2 separate regions of the Sus scrofa genome follow, and region 2 is linked to region 1. The links are chromatin contacts, called in public HiChIP or PLAC-seq maps. All regions are on one chromosome and are shown on one strand. The core of a region is the stretch at or near the end of the contact, and the rest is flanking DNA. Distances in the headings are between cores, read along the strand shown. Region 1 overlaps HIPK3 (homeodomain-interacting protein kinase 3). Region 2 overlaps CSTF3 (cleavage stimulation factor, 3' pre-RNA, subunit 3, 77kDa).

The links. HiChIP or PLAC-seq counts read pairs in DNA pulled down with a chosen protein or histone mark.
Region 2: a contact with region 1 is called in an H3K27ac HiChIP or PLAC-seq map of alveolar macrophages. The contact joins two enhancer-like sites. A contact is called at or near these places in 1 of 47 Hi-C or Micro-C datasets (epiblast stem cells) and 1 of 2 datasets of contacts at active chromatin or transcription factors (alveolar macrophages).

The regions. Positions count from the first base shown.
Region 1 is chr2:27,596,019-27,600,881 of Sscrofa11.1, reverse strand. It overlaps HIPK3 (homeodomain-interacting protein kinase 3), which reads left to right. Exons shown (of 16, transcript XM_021083205.1): 4 at 4,677-4,796. Among named protein-coding and RNA genes, the nearest start is that of HIPK3, 87 kb to the left of the region's middle. Within about 2 kb of position 2,306, at least 2 of the 83 cell types and tissues checked have an H3K27ac peak or open chromatin away from gene starts, as enhancers often do. A contact at or near this core is called in alveolar macrophages, where this site is marked.
Region 2 is chr2:27,777,127-27,781,609 of Sscrofa11.1, reverse strand. The region is part of intron 1 of CSTF3 (cleavage stimulation factor, 3' pre-RNA, subunit 3, 77kDa); the gene reads right to left. Among named protein-coding and RNA genes, the nearest start is that of CSTF3, 9.9 kb to the right of the region's middle. Within about 2 kb of position 1,874, at least 3 of the 83 cell types and tissues checked have an H3K27ac peak or open chromatin away from gene starts, as enhancers often do. A contact at or near this core is called in alveolar macrophages, where this site is marked.

The DNA.
Region 1 (4,863 bases), core at 1,057-3,556:
GGCTGTGGGTTTGTCATAAATGGCTTTTATTATGTTAAGGTGTGTTCCCTTTATACCCACTTTGATAAGAGTTTTTACCATGAATGGATGTTGGATTTTGTCAAATGCTTTTTCTGCATCTATTGAGATGATCATTGGTTTTTGACTTTTCTTTGGTTAATGTGGTGTGTAACATTGATTGATTTGCATATGTTGAACCATCCTTGTGAACATGGCATGAATCCCAGTTGGTCATGGTGTATGATCTTTTTATTTATTTTTTTATTTCTATTTTTTTGTCTTTTTGCCATTTCTTGGGCCGCTCCCGTGGCATATGGAGATTCCCAGGCTAGGGGTCTAATCAGAACTGTAGCTGCCAGCCTACGCCAGAGCCACAGCAACTCGGGATCCGAGCCACGTCTGCGACCTACACCACAGCTAATGGCAACGTTGGATCATCAACCCACTGAGCAAGGGCAGGGATCGAACCTGCAACCTCATGGTTCCTAGTCGGATTCATTAACCACTGGTGCGCCACGACGGGAACTCCATATAATCTTTTTATATGTTGTTGGATTTGGTTGGCTAAAATTTTGTTGATAATTTTTGCATCTATATTCATCAGAGATACTGACCTATAGTTTTCTTTTTTGGTAGTATCTTTGTCTGGTTTTGGTATTAGGGTGATGGTGCTGTCATAGAATGTCTTTGGGGGTGTTCCTTCATCTTCAACCTTTTGGAAAAGTTTAAGGAGGATGGGTATAAGTTCCTCTTTGTATGTTTGGTAGAATTTGCTTGCGAAGCCATCTGGTCCTGGACTTTTGTTTGTAGGGAGTGTGTTTATTACATATTCAATTTCCTTTCAAGCAGTCCGTCTGTTCAGTTGATCTGTTTCTTCTTGATTTTTCTTCTTGATAGCCTGGGAACCTCCATATGCCACGGGTGCAGCCCTAAAAAGACAAAAAACAAAAATTAGAAAAAAAATAAAAAGGTGCCACAAGAGAACTCCCTAAGTTCTTTTGTCTGTTCTGATTCTAACTTGCTACTCAGAATTTCTGCTCACTCTTAACTCAGATTTTGTTAACATGGCCATCAAATCTAGCTCTACATTATAACCCTTCAGCTCATCCTCCAACAGTATTTAGAATTTCATAGTTCATATTTCTGACAATGTGATTTTTTTTAGTCTTAATTCTAGTTGAGGTTTGAAGGCAAATGTATGAATTTTTTTCTTAATTATTTATTTATTTTTTTGAGGTCTTTTTAGGACCGCACCCATGGCACATGGAGGTTCTCGGGTTGAATTGGAGCTGTAGCCACCAGCCTATGCCACAGCCACCACAATGTCAGATCCAAGCTGTGTCTGTGACCTACACCATAGCTCATAGCAACGCTGGATCAGATTTGTTTCTACTGAGCCATGACAGGAACTCATGAATTGTTTTTGAGTCAGGTCCTTAACCTTCATCTGTTGGGGACAGGGGAAGCATATAGATGGAACAGATTCTCTTTAAATGACTGGCAGGCATCCTGACCAAAAATAAACTTGCAACTTCATTTGCCACTTCATTTTTTTTTTTTTTTTTCAGTGCCATCCCAATGTCTTGGGTACATTAATTGCTCTAATGTGCCCTTTTAGCCCTTTGTTTTCTTCTTCATAATGGCACTTCTAGTTTAATTGCTATTATGTGCTTCAGTATTTTTCTGTTCTACTGAATTAATGCTGTTTGAAGTTTGGCACCGTATTTTATTCTTCTGTAGATATTTAGCATCTGACGCATAATGATGCTCTGTGTATGTTGAAGTTGAGTTGTTGAATGCCTTTCCTGCCATCTGAGGCACCCAGGTCCTAAGCTCTTAGTACTTTTCATTTTCTGTTTCCATAAAACAAGGAAGTCAGGTACTTGGGGGATGTGGGGTGAGGGGAAGACATTGTACTTTAATGAAATGAAACTAATTTGTAAGATGGAGATTTTAGTTATTTCATGTAAAATTGGGGGACGCATGGTCTTAATGGGCAACTGACAAGTAAAAATGTAATTGTATATAGTGTTATAAATCATTAAAATTTTTACCTTCTAGGTACGAAGGTAGCATGGAAGATAATTGCCTCTTTTTTTCCCTTATTTTTTAAAAAATTTTTATTGGCATATAGTTGATTTATAATGTTCTCTGTTTTGGATGATTAGGCATACTTTACAGAGGAGAATTCCTTTTTTGTCTTTTTAGGGCCACACCCATGGCATATGAAGTTCCCAGGCTATGGGTCAAATCGAAGGCGTAGGTGCCAGCTTATGCCATAGCCACAGTGACTTGGGATCTGAGCCATGTCTGCAACCTACGCTACAGCTCATGGCAATGCCGTGTCTTTAACCCACTGAGCTAGCCCAGGGATTGAACCTGCATTCTCATGGATACTAGCTGGGTTTGTTACCACTGAGCCAGATTGGGAACCCCCATAGGAGAATTTCTTAAACTGGGTCTTAAAGAAGGAACAGAAAAAGTTTGTCATGTAGATTTGGTGAAGTGGCAGAGAAGGGAGTGAGGAGGGAGGAGGACAGGGACATTGGTAAGTAGGAGTTGAGAGCAAACAAGAAAGAGAAACTAGCCTAGGCAAAGTTTAGCTTGGTGCTAGATGGGGCTGGATTCAGGAGTATAAAGAGCTGGAAAGAGATAAAGCTGGAGGGCCCCTCTGCCATGATTAGAGATTTGGAATCCATTGTGTAGGCAGTAAAGTAGTTTTACGCAGGGGGAGTAAAAGTAAGATTTTCATTTTAGCAAAATGGCTGTTAGCAATTTCTTGTTCTTAGCAATATGAATAATGAATTGGGGGTGAGTGGATGGGGTCCTTAGGCAGAAGGCACTTGGACTGATTAGGAGGACTGTGAGATTGTATAGCTCATAACTGAAGAAAACCTCAAAGAGCGATGGAGAGAGTGACAGTTATGAAAAATACTAATGTGGTAAAATGGTTAGGGTTTTAGATGTTGGGAGGAGGGTGATGAGGGAATGGGACTTGTCTGACATAAATTTCAGGTATCTGATGTGGGCAGTCGGTTGGTGGTAGTGTTCACCAAAGCGGGGAATGCATGAGGATTAACAGTTTTAAGGGAAAATCTGTTTAGGGTATGTTCACTTTGAGGTTCCTAAAGGCCTGCCAGATGGAGAGTTTCAGTAAGCAGTTGGAGCTACAGCTCTAGAGCTAGAGATAAATATTTATATACAGAAACAGAGATAAAACTGTGGGCACTTGGACCTTGTAGAGGGAAAGAAGACAGTTAAAATTCTGGAATGCAGTGCCATGCAACAAATGGAGGAAGGCATTCAAAGTCTAGAAAGTAGGAAGAGAACTAGAAAAAAATGAGGTGGAAATGGACGTTATAAGTCAATAGAGTTTTTAAGTAAGACGATAATGGCCAATAGTGTCAAAGAAAGATAAGGATTTAATATGTGACTATTATTGTGTCAGTTATTAACAGGATATTACTTATCTTAGTACCATATTGTAAGAGTAACAGTAAAATTCTTTCTTTTTTTCTTTTTTTTCTTTTTTTTTTCTTTTTTTGGCATATGGAGGTTCCCAGGCTAGGGGTCTAATCAGAGCTACAGCTGCTTGCCTACAACACAGCCATAGCAATGTCACAGCAACACTGGATCTGAGCTGTGTCTGTGACCTACACCACCGCTCACGGCAGTGCTAGATCCTTAACCCACTGAGCAAGGCCAGGGATCGAACCCTCAACCTCATGATTCCTGGTTGGAATCGTTTCCATTGTGCCATGATGGGAACTTCCAATAGTAAAATTCTTACTGTTGTGTGTTGAAGTTAGAATGGAGTTAAAATATAGGCCACTATTTTAAGACTTTCAACTGAGTAAGAAAGTCATTTAAAATAGTTAAAGGAGTTGGGTATTATTTTTTGTTTTTAGGCTGGAAGATACTAAACATACTTGTAGATTGAGGGCAAAGATCTCATAGAGAGAAAAGAATAGATCATGCAGAAGAAGATGGACTGATTGTCTCTGAGGTTTAAAAAAGAACACTGGGAGTTCCTTTGTGATGCAGCAATTCATGGATCCAGCATTGTCACTGCAGCAGCTTGGGTCACTGCTGTGGCACAGGTTCCACCCCTGACTTGGGAACTCCACATGCCACGGGTGCCACACAACCCCCCGCCCCCAAGAAAAGAAAGAAACATTGTGTTCGCAAACGCAGTTTAAAGGAGTCAGTCCTCTGTTTATTCCTTGTGCTTCGGAGTTATTGAGTTGGGGAATGTATGAGGGCCAGCTGTATATATATACCAGGCTCTATCAGGGGTGTACATGAAAGGAAACAAAAAGTTCTTCCTTTCATGAAACATATTCTGCTGCAGGATGGAGTAAGAAAAAAAGGATGTAAATGTACAGAATATCAGATGGTAAAAAGAACAGCAGAAAAAATTCAACAGAGTATGGAGAGAGAGAGGTACCAAGGAGGGGAGAGCTTGTCCTGGGGGAAGAATGTTCAGCCAGTCATATGAATGCCAATGATGTAGACACGTCCCATCCACTGCTCCCGTAGTCCTACTTCACCACCTTAAGTCAGCTTGTCATTAAGTCAAGCAACTTGTCAAAATTTTCTGCATAAATTTCTTCAGTGGTTTCCCACTATTACCTCTTGGAATAAAAAGAGTAACTGTTTTATAATTTATTTTTTAGATTCGATACATTTCTCAGACTCAAGGATTACCAGGAGAACAGTTGTTAAATGTGGGCACAAAATCCACAAGATTTTTTTGCAGAGAAACAGATATCTCTCATTCTGGTTGGAGATTAAAGGTAATTCGTTTAAAAAAAATCCAGGGCATGGATAATACCCTCTGTGCCTGTTTTTATTTTATTGCAT
Region 2 (4,483 bases), core at 625-3,124, 180 kb before region 1:
CAGTTAACAAACCCAATTAGTATCCATGAGGTTTTGGGTTCCATCCCTGGCCTCGCTCAGTGGATTATGGATCTGGTGTTGCTGTGAGCTGTGGTATAGGCCAGCAGCTGTAGCATTGATTAGACCCCCAGCCTAATATAGAACCTCCATATCCCGAGGGTGCGGCCTTAAAACAAAAACAATCTATATAGATAATAATCAACTGAATTAATTAAAAAGGAAGGTAGAAGTTTCCACCGTGGCACAATGGGATCAGTGGCATCTCGGGAGTGCCGGTCGCAGGTTCAATCCCCGGCCCAGCACTGTGGGTTAGAGATCCAACGTTGCCACAGCTGCAGCTTAGGTTGTGATTGCTGTTCAGATCTGATCCCTGGCCTGGAACTCCATATGCCTTGGGGCAGAGAAAAAAATGGGGGGGGTTTAAACCAAAATGGCCAAGAGTATCCTCTGTTGAAGGTCACATTTAATTCCCACAATAAAAAGGCATTCACCATCACAGCTATGAACCAGCTAGGTAATCAAGAGCATGAAATTGTTGTTTTCGTTTTTGTTTTGTGGCCTGGTTACCAAACTGCTGTAGAGCAAAGGAAAATTCTAGTATCCACAAGGAGACTGAGCTTCCATACAGAATGGAGTTTTATTATTATTTCCTGACTCTGTTGCCAGATCAGAGAAAGAGACTACTTGAAGAAAACTTGCGGCAAGTTTCCAGTGCCCACTTGTAATGGAATGATGTCAGAACTCTGCTTCGTTACAGCAAAAGAACAGCCAATGTCATCCTTACATGTCCCCAAAACACTAAGAAACTATCAAAATCCAGCTTTTGTCTTTAGAATAAAGTGTAATCCCATTACCATTCTTCGGGAAGAAGATAATGGTGATGTTAACGGGGAGTAGGATGGGCACCGAATCAAGAGCAGAACAAAAGCTGAACTAGCTCCCAAGGCATGCACGTTTATTATTAGTAGGACATTGGGAACTTCTTTGATTTGCACAATTTTAAAAACCAGAAAAATAACTCAACCGCATGGAGTATAGAGTTATACACCAACATATACTATTTTGAATGGGTTCAAAAATCAGAAAAAAATTTTGAACTGGGAGTTCCTGTCATGGCCCAGTGGTTAACAAACCCGAGTATCCATGAGGACACAGGTTCAATCCCCGGCCTTGCTCAGTGGGCTAAGGATCCGGGGTTGCTGTGAGCTGTGGTGTATGTATGTCAAAGACGTGGCTCAGATCTGGCATTGCTGTCACTGTGGTGTAGGCTAGCAGCTACAGCTCCGATTCGACCCCTAGCCAGGGAACCTCTACATGCTGTAGGTACAGCCCTAAAAAGACAAAAAAGAAATTGTGAACTAGATGCCACTAATTTTTGAATAAGGTGAAAATGTTACTGAGGAACTATCTCCAGCATCTGTTCTATTAACTGTTTTTCTAATAGTAGTGCACAGCTAAAATAACAACTTTCCTCTCTGTACAAGTGGCTAAAAGTATGGAGATAGGATACATTATACGTGTATTTGTATAATTTGGCTGCTTCCACAGCAAGCAGAAGTTCCCAGGCAAGGATAAAACCGATACCACAGCAGTGACCTGAGCTACAGCAATGACCATGTCAGATCCTTAAACCCACTGACTGCACCTCCAGAGAACTTCAGACCTTTTGTTTTTAATAATGGCTTTACTGAGACATAATCACATACCATACAAATCACCTATTTAAAGTGTAAAATTCAATGGCTTAAATTTAGTATGTTCATTATAACAATAGATTTAAAAAAATTTTTTTATCTTCTCAAATAGAAACCCATACTGATTAAGTCATTCCCATTTCCCAACTCCTCTAGCCCCAGGCAACCACCAACTTAGTTTCCACAGATATGCGGGTATTTCATGGAAATATCATACACTTAGTTTTGTTTCTGACTTTCACTTTGCGTGTTCTCAAAGTTCACGTTTTATTACATAGCATTATGTTTTCTATTACCAAATATTCCATTGTATGGATATCTCATCATTTTATTTATTCATCAGTTGATGAACATCTGGATTATTTCTAGTTGTTTTTCTTTTTAGGGCCACACCTGGGGCATATGGAAGTTTCTGGCCTAGAGCTGCAGCTGCCTGCCTACACAACAGACGCAGCAACACTAGATATGAGCCACATCCGTGACCTATGCCACAGCTTGCGGAAATACTAGATCCTTAACCCACTGAAGAAGCAACCAGGGACTGAACCCGCATACTCGTGGATACAAGCCAGAATCTTAACCCTAACTCGCTGAGCCACAATGGGAACTCCAAAGATTATTTCCAATTTTTTTTTTTTTTTTGGCCGCACCTTCAGCATATGGGAGTTCCCTGGTCAGGGATAGAATCCCAACCACAGCTGTGACCTTTACCATAGCTATGGCAACACCGGATACCTAACCAACTGTGTCACAGCAGGAACTCCTATTTCCAGCTTTTAAGAGGAGTTCGTTTTGTCTTTTCTTTTTCTTAGGTATATACCTAGAAGTTGCTAGGTCATAAGGCAATTCTATGTTTAAAATGAAAAACTCTCAGACTGTTTTCCAAAGTGACTGAACCATTTTATAGTCCCACCAGTATGAGGGTTCCAACTTCTCAACTAGGTCACCAACACTTGTTTTTAGCAGCTATTTGTGTACCTTTAGAGAAATGTCTACTCAAATTCCTTTTTTTTTTTGCCACTCCTAGAGCATGCAAATATTCCTGGGCTAGGGATTGAACCCACACCACAGCAGCAACCAGAGCCATAGCAGTAACAATGTCGGATCCTTAACCAGTTGAGCCACCCAGGAACTCTCTTCCTGCCCATTTTTAATTGTTATCTTTTTGTTACTGAATTGTTAAGAGTTCTTTAGTTATTATGGATATAAGTCCTTTATGGGATATATGATTGACGAAAATTTTCTCCCCTTCAGTTGATAGTGTTTTTACTTTCTACGTTTATCCTTTTCTTATATGGAGCTAACTCAGAGAAAAAGAACTATGGACACTGCCTCACAGGCTCCATGCACTATTTCAACAGTTCTCCAACTTTCTACAGTTTTATTGGAGTTCCCTGGTTGTGCCATGGGTTAAGGATCCAATGCTGTCACTGCTACTGCATGGGTTCAATCCCTGGCCCAGGAACTTTCCCATGCCATAGGGGCAGCCAAAAAAACAAACAAACAAACAAAAACAAAAAACAAACTGCTTTGCACTCTTACACTAAGGAACCAGGGGTTCCCACTGTGACACATCAGGATTGGTGGCGTCTTTTCAACAATGGGACACAGGTTTGATCCCAGGCACCTCTGCAGTGGCTCAAATCCAAACTCCTTATGCCACAGGGCAGCCAAAAAAAAGGAGAGAAATACAACTGAGGAACCAAAGAGATTTTTTTTTTTTAAATGTGGGTTAAATCTAAAAATATTACCATATTAGGAATTAAACTGTAAAATTTCTAACTTGTTAATTCATTTTAAAATAAATGTATAATTTTATATAAAACATTTTCTAAAACAAAACAAAAAAATAGTGAAGGAATTCCCATTGTGGCTCAGTGGGTTAAGGATTCAGCATTGCCATAAGCTGCAGCATAGGTTGCAGCTGCAGCTCTAATTCCAGCCCTAGCCTGGTAACTTCCGTATTCTACAGGTGTGGTCATAAAAAGAAAAAAGAATTAGTGACAATGGCACTGTCTTGCATTTCTGTGAGCTCTTTAATGTCTGGCTAAATAGAGACATTATCTGCTTTGCTTATAATCTATTGTAACATATTGTTTTTGATAAAGTTTAAGACCATAAAACTACAGTTATGTGTTTGGAAAAGGGAGAAGCTCTTTTTTGGCCACACCTGTCGCACATCGAAGTTCCTCAGCTAGGGATCAAATCTGAGCCTCAGCCACTACCTACACAGCATCCTTAACCCACTGCACCACAGCGGGACCTCCATGAGAAGCATTTTTAATAGGCTTTTCATCTAACTATGGAGATGTAGCCTCTCAGCTTAACTGAGTTAAGCTGCAAGCCACATTCTATATGATAGCTAATTACTATTAAGGAGTTGTTGGGGGGCGGGGGTGAAGTCACAAGGAAGTAAAATTTGGATAGAAAAAACAAATGTAGTTCTCTTTCTCCAAATAGCCTGTTTCTATGGTAAATGGAGAAAGTGTTATGCTGGAGGTCATATGGAAATTAAGTTATACCAGATATCAGCGAAAATTTAAACCAAGTGATAAATGTTAAAAGTATGGAGGGAGATAGGTGATTAAACTGCTGTGTTGTCATTGCAGCAGCTGGGTTGCTACTATGGCATGGGTTCCAAATCCCTGGCCCAGGAACTTCCAAATGCTGCAAGTGTGTCCAAAAAATTAAAGATAAAAAAAAGATTTTTGCTGATCTTTGCAACAAAACAACCAAGGAAAGAGTCTCAAACCTACTTCTATAATGTGTATTTTCCACTATTAAGGGTA